Linked DNA regions of Zea mays: all the other regions are linked to region 3. A link is a contact called in public Hi-C data. All regions are on one chromosome and are shown on one strand. Each heading gives the region's core, a stretch centred on a gene start, on an enhancer-like site or on the middle of the called end of the contact. The rest is flanking DNA. Distances are from core to core; before and after follow the strand shown. Region 1 holds the start of LOC542675 (fasciated ear2). Region 2 holds the start of LOC100274674 (tRNA (guanine(37)-N1)-methyltransferase 1). Region 3 holds the start of LOC100501548 (nucleotide-sugar transporter/ sugar porter).

The links. Hi-C and Micro-C count contacts between places; a contact is called where the count stands out from the background.
Region 1: a contact with region 3 is called in a Hi-C map of endosperm, with 5 times the contacts expected there. The contact joins the promoter of LOC542675 here to the promoter of LOC100501548 in region 3. A contact is called at or near these places in 4 of 25 Hi-C or Micro-C datasets (ear, endosperm, leaf and 1 more).
Region 2: a contact with region 3 is called in a Hi-C map of tassel, with 3 times the contacts expected there. The contact joins the promoter of LOC100274674 here to the promoter of LOC100501548 in region 3. A contact is called at or near these places in 2 of 25 Hi-C or Micro-C datasets (ear and tassel).

The regions. Positions count from the first base shown.
Region 1 is chr4:138,681,945-138,684,644 of Zm-B73-REFERENCE-NAM-5.0, reverse strand. LOC542675 (fasciated ear2) reads left to right here and starts at 1,343. Exons shown (of 1, transcript NM_001112192.2): 1 at 1,343-2,700. The coding sequence starts at 1,426.
Region 2 is chr4:139,049,168-139,051,867 of Zm-B73-REFERENCE-NAM-5.0, reverse strand. LOC100274674 (tRNA (guanine(37)-N1)-methyltransferase 1) reads right to left here and starts at 1,353. Exons shown (of 11, transcript NM_001148994.2): 1 at 1,038-1,353; 2 at 800-897; 3 at 440-544; 4 at 89-151; 5 at 1-8. The coding sequence starts at 1,141.
Region 3 is chr4:138,846,445-138,849,336 of Zm-B73-REFERENCE-NAM-5.0, reverse strand. LOC100501548 (nucleotide-sugar transporter/ sugar porter) reads left to right here and starts at 1,288. Exons shown (of 16, transcript NM_001196244.1): 1 at 1,288-1,533; 2 at 1,635-1,893; 3 at 2,129-2,245; 4 at 2,758-2,814. The coding sequence starts at 1,723.

The DNA.
Region 1 (2,700 bases), core at 94-2,593, 160 kb after region 3:
GGATAAGAGAAACCTCGGTGCATCCATAGTCAAAGAGATTTGACCCAAGGGGCACCCCACCTCAAATTTCGAGGGTTCAGAATTTCCAAAGGAGAGGAAGATACCATAAAGCAAAACTTCGAAGTTTAGAGGTGTTACTCAAATTTTTCCAAAGGGGGGTTTGAAATTTTCCAAGGGGAGAGAATTTTTTGGGGAAAGAGGAACATCAGCAGAAAGCCAAGGTTCAAAGTTAAGGCGGTGTCCAGAATTTTTTGTGGTGTTGAAAACAGGACGAATAAAAGAAAGAGAATACTTGCTCTTTTAGAGGTTTTTTAAGAGACCTTTTTAGAGTATTATTGGGAATGTTAGGAGTTAATGAGTATAATGTTTTGAGCATATTTTGACACCTACAAGTAATTTTTTCTATATCCTTCTTTATGATATACTATACTTGAAAGAAGATTGAATTAAAACTAAAATCTCTCTCTCAAGTTGAATTGTTGTGCCACATCTTTCACTAATTTATAATTAAAGGGTCTCATATTTTTTGTACTTTTTTATAATTATATTTAATTGTAAATCTCATAAAATATTGTTAGCTCGTGTCATCAAATCACTAAAATCCATAAATAGGATTGATGCACTTAGCTCTTTAAAATGAAAAAGGTACAAAAATATAAAAAAAATCGTGAACCCCCCAATCAATTTCTAATTGCATTGTGAAAACTTCGACAACAAAAATATAAGATACCACCAAAATAAAATAGTATCAAACAATATCATCCTCTATTTCAAACTTCTTTATGCAAGCAGCGTCATTCACAATTTCGCGTCCTCTATTTTACACACTGTACTGCAGACAACCTTAACATCTATGTTGGTTGTATCACATATTTTTGTTGTAGAAAATTTCCAAAGCACATTTAAACTTGATTAAAATATTTTGGGGGTTTAACGATATTTTTTTATTATTCTAGAACTAAATATATTTTTAAAGCTTATAGATATATTTTCGCGGGCTCTAAATACTTTTTTCTCCGGTCCCAATCTATTTCTAATATTTTTGAACTTTTTATATACTTTCAATGTTTTAAATAAACTTTTTCCGATTTTCTTAGTAAAAAGTTGAAACCATCCTAAAATAAAAACTATTTCTAACCATGGTAGAGAGCTAATTTAAGCGGCTTTAAGATTTGAAGAAGAAATTGCCTTATTTTAGAGTTCATTCAAGAAGGAAAAAATGGAGTCCTAGTTGAGGGAAAACACCACAGATTCCACAGCCTTCGCCTGTTCGCCACCTTTCCTCCAAAATTTGACCCACACGCGGCGACGCCCGAGGCCCCGAGCGACCACATCCTCCGCGGCCGCGGCGACGCCCGAGGCCTGCAAAACCCTAACCACTCAGGTTCTGCCGGCCACCGCCACCACCACCACCAGTCCACCACCATGCTGACAGCCACTCCCCTACCCCATCAGCTCCTGGCCACCTTCCTCCTCGTCCTGGCGTCGGCGACCCAACCTGCAGTCCCTGCCTCCACCGACCGCGCAGCGCTTCTCGCCTTCCGCGCGTCCCTGTCGCCGCCCTCCCGCGCCGCGCTATCCTCGTGGAGCGGCCCGCTCTCGCCATCCTGGCTCGGCGTGTCGCTCCACCCCGCCACGGCGCCAGCCCCTTCGGTCACCACTCCCTCCGTTGCCGAACTCTCGCTCCGGGGCCTCAACCTCACGGGCGTGATCCCCGCGGCGCCGCTCGCGCTCCTCCGACGTCTCCGGACGCTCGACCTCTCCGCCAACGCGCTTTCGGGAGAGCTTCCCTGCTCCCTCCCGCGCTCGCTCCTCGCGCTCGACCTCTCCCGCAACGCGCTCTCGGGGGCTGTCCCCACCTGCCTGCCGTCCTCGCTCCCCGCGCTCCGCACCCTCAACCTCTCCGCCAACTTCCTCCGCCTCCCGCTCTCCCCGCGTCTCTCCTTCCCCGCGCGCCTCGCTGCCCTTGATCTCTCCCGCAACGCCATCTCCGGCGCCGTCCCGCCGCGGATCGTCGCCGACCCCGACAACTCCGCTCTCCTCCTCCTCGACCTCTCCCACAACCGCTTCTCCGGCGAGATCCCCGCCGGTATCGCAGCCGTACGGAGCCTGCAGGGGCTTTTTCTCGCGGACAACCAGCTTTCCGGGGACATTCCTCCGGGGATAGGGAACCTGACCTATTTGCAGGTGCTGGATTTGTCGAATAACCGATTGTCCGGTTCAGTGCCTGCCGGACTTGCAGGCTGCTTCCAGCTTCTGTACCTGCAGCTTGGGGGTAACCAGCTCTCTGGGGCACTCCGTCCGGAGCTCGACGCACTAGCTAGTCTCAAGGTTCTAGATTTGTCGAATAACAAGATATCTGGGGAGATTCCCCTGCCGCTGGCTGGGTGCAGGTCTTTGGAGGTGGTGGACTTGTCAGGAAATGAGATCTCCGGTGAGCTCAGCAGTGCTGTAGCGAAATGGCTGAGCTTGAAGTTCTTATCACTGGCTGGTAACCAGCTCTCCGGCCACCTACCTGACTGGATGTTCTCGTTCCCCCTGCTCCAGTGGCTTGATTTGTCTAGTAATAAGTTTGTGGGTTTCATCCCAGATGGGGGGTTCAATGTCAGTGAAGTGCTTAACGGTGGAGGTGGTCAGGGGACTCCATCAGAGAGTGTGCTTCCACCCCAATTGTTTGTGTCAGCTTCTGTGGACACGGTG
Region 2 (2,700 bases), core at 104-2,603, 200 kb before region 3:
AACATGACCTGCAGACATCATACAAAAAATATTTAAAAAGAGATAACAACAAAATCAAGAAAAGTATCATCAAGTTTAGTATACTTAACAATTGTCTCAAACGAAGAGGGTACCTCCACTCCAGCAGGCAGGATTCGCTTCAAAATGTGATCTATCAGAAATTTAAAAAAAAACATTGATCAAACCCATAATATTAAAAAATTTAAAAATGGTTGAACTGGTTTTGTCAGCTCAAAACTCATCAATAAAGGAAAAGGCAAATGTCGATGACAATTAATAAGCAGCAATGGGTGAATTATGGCACCCTTTTTAGTAAAGAAGACTTAAAACTTCATAGAAAATTTATAGAACAAAAGAATATGGAAGATATGTACCACAAAGTCGAACGATACTAAAACATAACAGAAATCAGATTATAAAGAAAAGATCTTAAACAGACCTGCACTCCAATATGAATAACCTAGGGTCAATGTGTAAGGTACAACTTCAACATTGCATAGTTGCTTCAATGAATCAAGCGCCTGCTGTGACATGTCAGATAAATCTGCACACCAAAACATTAACACGGGTAAGTCATTATCCTTTAAATACCAAGAGACTGATCAGGACAGAAAATTGTGTTGCAAGAGTCAGAGATTTCTGAAGCCACAGGAACATTTCAAATAGCCTTATATTATAGTTCAATGGAGTAATGTGCTGGCTATTCCAACATGATTTGGTGACGTGGCGCTGCAATGTTTGCTCAGTTAATAGTGTAATTTTTTTGCAACTGACAGAGCCCATCCTAAGAGTAACATACCGGGCTTCTGAATCCTTTCAGACAGTATGACGAGCCGGTTCTTGTCGCCCTCGGGGTCCTCAACTACAGGTTTAACCCTTGGCTTGTCGAGCAGATAACTAAAATCACAGATGGGGAAGGGAAATGAGCCCCCAATTAGTCGTTGACGCAACGGATACTATAACTAAGTTATCCGTTCGTTTTTCATGTTCCTACCAGATTAATTGGATTGGAACCTGGAACAAGGGAGAAACGTTACCCGGAGCGAAGGAGGCGGGTAACTGCGGAGGCGAGCTCACGGGGGATGCGGAGCGCCAAGAGCTCTAACCGCTGCTCGAACTTGCTCTCATCCAGCTTCTCCATAGCCCCTCTCCGGCTCTCCCTCTCTTTCTCTCTCACACACTCTCTCTCTCTTGAACTCCTCCCTCTGGCTGGAGGTTTCTAGGGTTTTGGCCGCTGGGGAATCGGGAAACGGAGCGGGCGTGGCGGTGGCCGCTGGGTGGCGTTTGGGTCGTCCGAATTTTTTTTTAACTTTAGCTATTAAGTTTGACTGATGGACGACTTAATTTCTTTTTTAGACGTTTTGCTCGACGTCAAGGCTGGTGACGTTGGGTAAACATGTCTCGACGGCACGCTGATAATTGATGTGATCTATTTCTACGCCTCACGATTGTGGCGCCGAACTAGACAATGGCTGATTGGATAAGGAGAAGAAACGGATTTCACAGGAAAGGGTGCGTGCTTTTGAAAGGCTTCCTGTGCGACCGTGCCTGACATCTCCCTGACGCAACTACAACACACAACCTCCCTGACAGCTTGATATCATGGAGCACCACGCTACAGCATATAGACAGTTTTTTTATATATGGAAGCCGGTTTAAAATGACAATAATGAGACTATCCACGTCACTTGTAGGTATGAGTGCTTTGAGTAGGACTTATGCTTCTTAAACCGTCGTTATTAGCATGTAGGGTATAATTTTTTATTCTTTTGTTTTAAAGATATTAGATGGTTATACATCCTTTTTCGATCATCTTATATACCGTATTTTTTATCTACGTGCCGACGTCTGACACTATCACGCTGACACATACATATGTACCCATGCATGTTCGGCAGAGGCAACTGGGAGACCATTGCCTAGGTCGGTTCCAAAATCTATGCATCGAGCTAGGTCACATGAGCTGACAGCGTGTATCGAGATACCATCGCATTAGGTACCTCGACGCCATGGCTTATGACGCGAGACATGTTTGAGCGCTATGAGCCATAACACCGAGAAATAGGTCAAAACAACGACATTAAATCGGGTCAAACGTAAATTTTTTTCTGAAAAGGGCTAAAATAAAAAAATCGGCTTGGATTGTGGGATATCGGTGGAAATTATATCAGCTGTTTGGGTCGTGGTTCATGAGAACGAGAAATAAACACGGAAGAGGATATGGAAATAGACCTTTTTCCATAAATCGTATTAGATCATCTTCATCAACATGACCTATAAAAATGTTTTATAGTTTAAAAATAAGTATATTTTTATAGAAAATAAGGCACCAACAAAATATTATGATCTAACAGTAAAGTCTTAAATCTAAATTATAGGGCAGACCACTACGGTTTAGTATATTTGATGTACTTGAGATGGTGCCCTATATTTTTTAATCAAATTTTATAAAATAAGGCATTATTGGAGTAATTTTTTTTCTTTATATAGCCCTATATTTCAATTTGAGACATCAGTTTGAGGCATTGTTGGAGATGCTCTTAGAGCAATTTCAGGAGACTTTCTATATCCTTCCTAATTAATATGAATAGAATTTTTTTTGTAGAAAAAATGTCTTCCACCAGCTTATTTAAATAGTTATCCAAATACAGTTATCTTCTATTCTGGGTTTATCGCTAGCAAAAAATAGAAAATACGAAT
Region 3 (2,892 bases), core at 39-2,538:
ATTTTATTCCATTTTAGTCCCTAAATTGCCAAATACGGAAACTGAAATATAGTCCCTCCATTTTATTTTATTGTAGTCCTAAATTGTCAAATACGAATATTTAGCAATTTAGGGACTAAAATGAAATAAAATGGAGGGACTGAAAATTAGTCTCTAGAAACAAACACTTAAGGTTATAATAAGCGAACTAGACTGTAGTGAATAGTAAGAAATTCATGCATTATCCGACAAGTATCTGATATCAGGTCAAACAAAATTCATATTCGTCATTTATCCATCCGAATAAATATTCGGTCTCTGTATCTATATCCATCCCTTTTTTAACTATTCGTATCTGATTAAAATATATTAAGGTAGTATATAGAATGACCTACTCCCTCAGTGTCCTATTAATTGTCATTTTGGACAAGGTTCAAACCAAACTTATAAAATTTTAAATACAATTAACTATTTTATTATTTAGTTTTAAAACCTAACATTTATATGCACCGATTTATGTTAAAAAAATAATTTTATAAAAGTATAAATGTATTAAAAATTTATTTGCATTTTGATAAAAATATTAGTTAAAATTATATTTTGAAGACTGTATCGTTAAACGACAACTGAAGTAATATATTTGTCCTGTCGCCTCCGCCTCAGCGTGCCCGAGGTAAGTACAGTAAGGTCGACGATGGTCAAAACGTACCCGGCGCCAAATCGCTGTTTGACAACGGGAAAACGGCAGCGGCCCACCCCGGCGCATCCGACTCCGACTCCGAGCACCACGCGGGGCCCGCAGCGGCTCCTCAGAGCGATGAGCGCTGGATAACGGCGAGTTGCCATATGGCGTTCGGTAGGCTGGCACTGTGCGACGTGCGCTCAAGCGCGGGAGCGCTGGGAAGAAGGCTCGCACCGTCGCACGTCTTCGATCGGACGGCGCACAGTAAATCCATCAACGGATTCACGCTCAGGCCGAATTAAAAAGTTTAAATAAAAGCGAATTAAGAGGACCTATAATAATTTAGAACAAAAGCGGTAGCGTGTAAAAGAAATCTGGCAAATTAATACGGAAATAAAATCAAATCACAAAAAATCAGACCACCACAAATGCTGGGGATCAAAAAAGGAAGAAAAAAAAAACCGCCCGAGCGATTATTTATGTTGACCAAAGAAAGAAGAAGGAAACACTCGAGCGGGATTTCGTGTTTACCCGAAAAACACACAAAATACAAATATAAATAGACCTAAACACCCGCCTTCCGGTCGCGTCCCTCTTCCTCTTCCCACCTTCCCTCCTCCCTTCTCCAATCATCCCTTTCTGGCTTTCTCCTCCCCCCTGAGACCCCGAGTCCTGCCGGATTCCGAGATCCCGGAGGCAGCTTCCCACGGGCTCCTCTCACTACGGTAGCTGGATCAAACCATCGTGCTCTCGTCTCGACAGAAACCCCGGCCGAAAACCCAGCCGGACCCAGCCCTGTTCGCCGCGCGCGCGGTGCCCAGGCCGTGCCAGATCTGCGAGATCCGCGCCGACACCGCTACGACTATCACCAGGTACAGAGGCCGAGCGGAACCCCTCGGATCCGCTCGCGTAGCCAGTCCTCTCCGACGTATTGCCGCTGGTTTGGTGAAAATGGCGTGGTCGCTCGCTGTAGGTGGATGCTCTCGTGATCTCTCGGAGGCCGCGGGGACTGAGCAGCGTCTCGGCGGCGGCGTGGCCTGCATAGCCGTCGGCGTGCCGAGATGCAACGGAACGGGGTGGTGGAATGCAGCGTGTGCCGCTCCCGGGTGGTGGTGCCGAGCCCCCGGAGCGTGTCCAGGGCGTACGACAAGCACCGCAACAAGATGTCGTCCAAGTTCCGGGCGCTCAACGTCTTCCTCGTCGTCGGCGACTGCATCCTTGTTGGTCTCCAGGTGTGTGTGTGTGTGTGTGTCTAAACGCTTCATTTTCAGTCCCTCGCGTGGGAGACGTTTGCACAATCAATGCTTGAGTGAAATGGTCTCACGGATTTGGTACACAAATAATGATTTTACTATTGCTAATGCCTCACATGCTTGACCCTGGCCCTTTGCTGTAGTGTTACGTTCATCTGAGTAGCAAACGTTTGGCCTTGGGGCATTATGCTAATGTTTCACTTTGTTTATCCAGCCCATCCTAGTGTTCATGTCAAAGGTTGATGGGAAGTTTCAGTTCAGTCCCATCAGTGTTAACTTTCTGACGGAGGTTATGAAAGTCATCTTTGCTGTCGTCATGCTCATAATTCAGGTTTGTTGTTCTTATTTTCTTACTGATGTTTTTCCCTTTTGGCAAGCATTCTGACTCAAAAGTGACTTTAGGAATGAAGAGTCATCCATTTTGCATGAGCTATTTTCATATGTTAGAGCCAGATAACATTTATGATCTCCTAATAAGCAGCCCACTAAACACTCTTGTGATTTGTGGTTCTGGCGTAAGGATCAGATGACTATAGATGTTTACATGCAAAAGGGAATGAGAAAAAGGGTTTGTCCAACAAAAACATGAAGCCGTATTTCCTAGCAGTTAATGCCTTCTAAAATGTGGAGTTGCACTCTTGCTTGGTCACTCCAAGTGCTGTTTTTTCTGTGTACTCAGATTAGCTTAGGATTTTGTTACTATTCCTCAACACTTAAGATTTTCATGGTGCCTAGTGGCTATGCCGAATTACAGTTACTCTGCAGTGTTTCCACTTTAGTTTGTACTTTGTAGTATAATTTCTTATTTGTTAATCTTTTTGCTGTGTGGTTCCAATATGACAGTCTAGAAAGCAAAAGGTTGGAGAAAAGCCACTTTTGGCACGTTCAACCTTCATACAGGTGATTAATCTCATTGATTTATCGATCACAAGATATATTGTACTTTGATATGTACTGTCGCTCCTTATTTATTTTTTG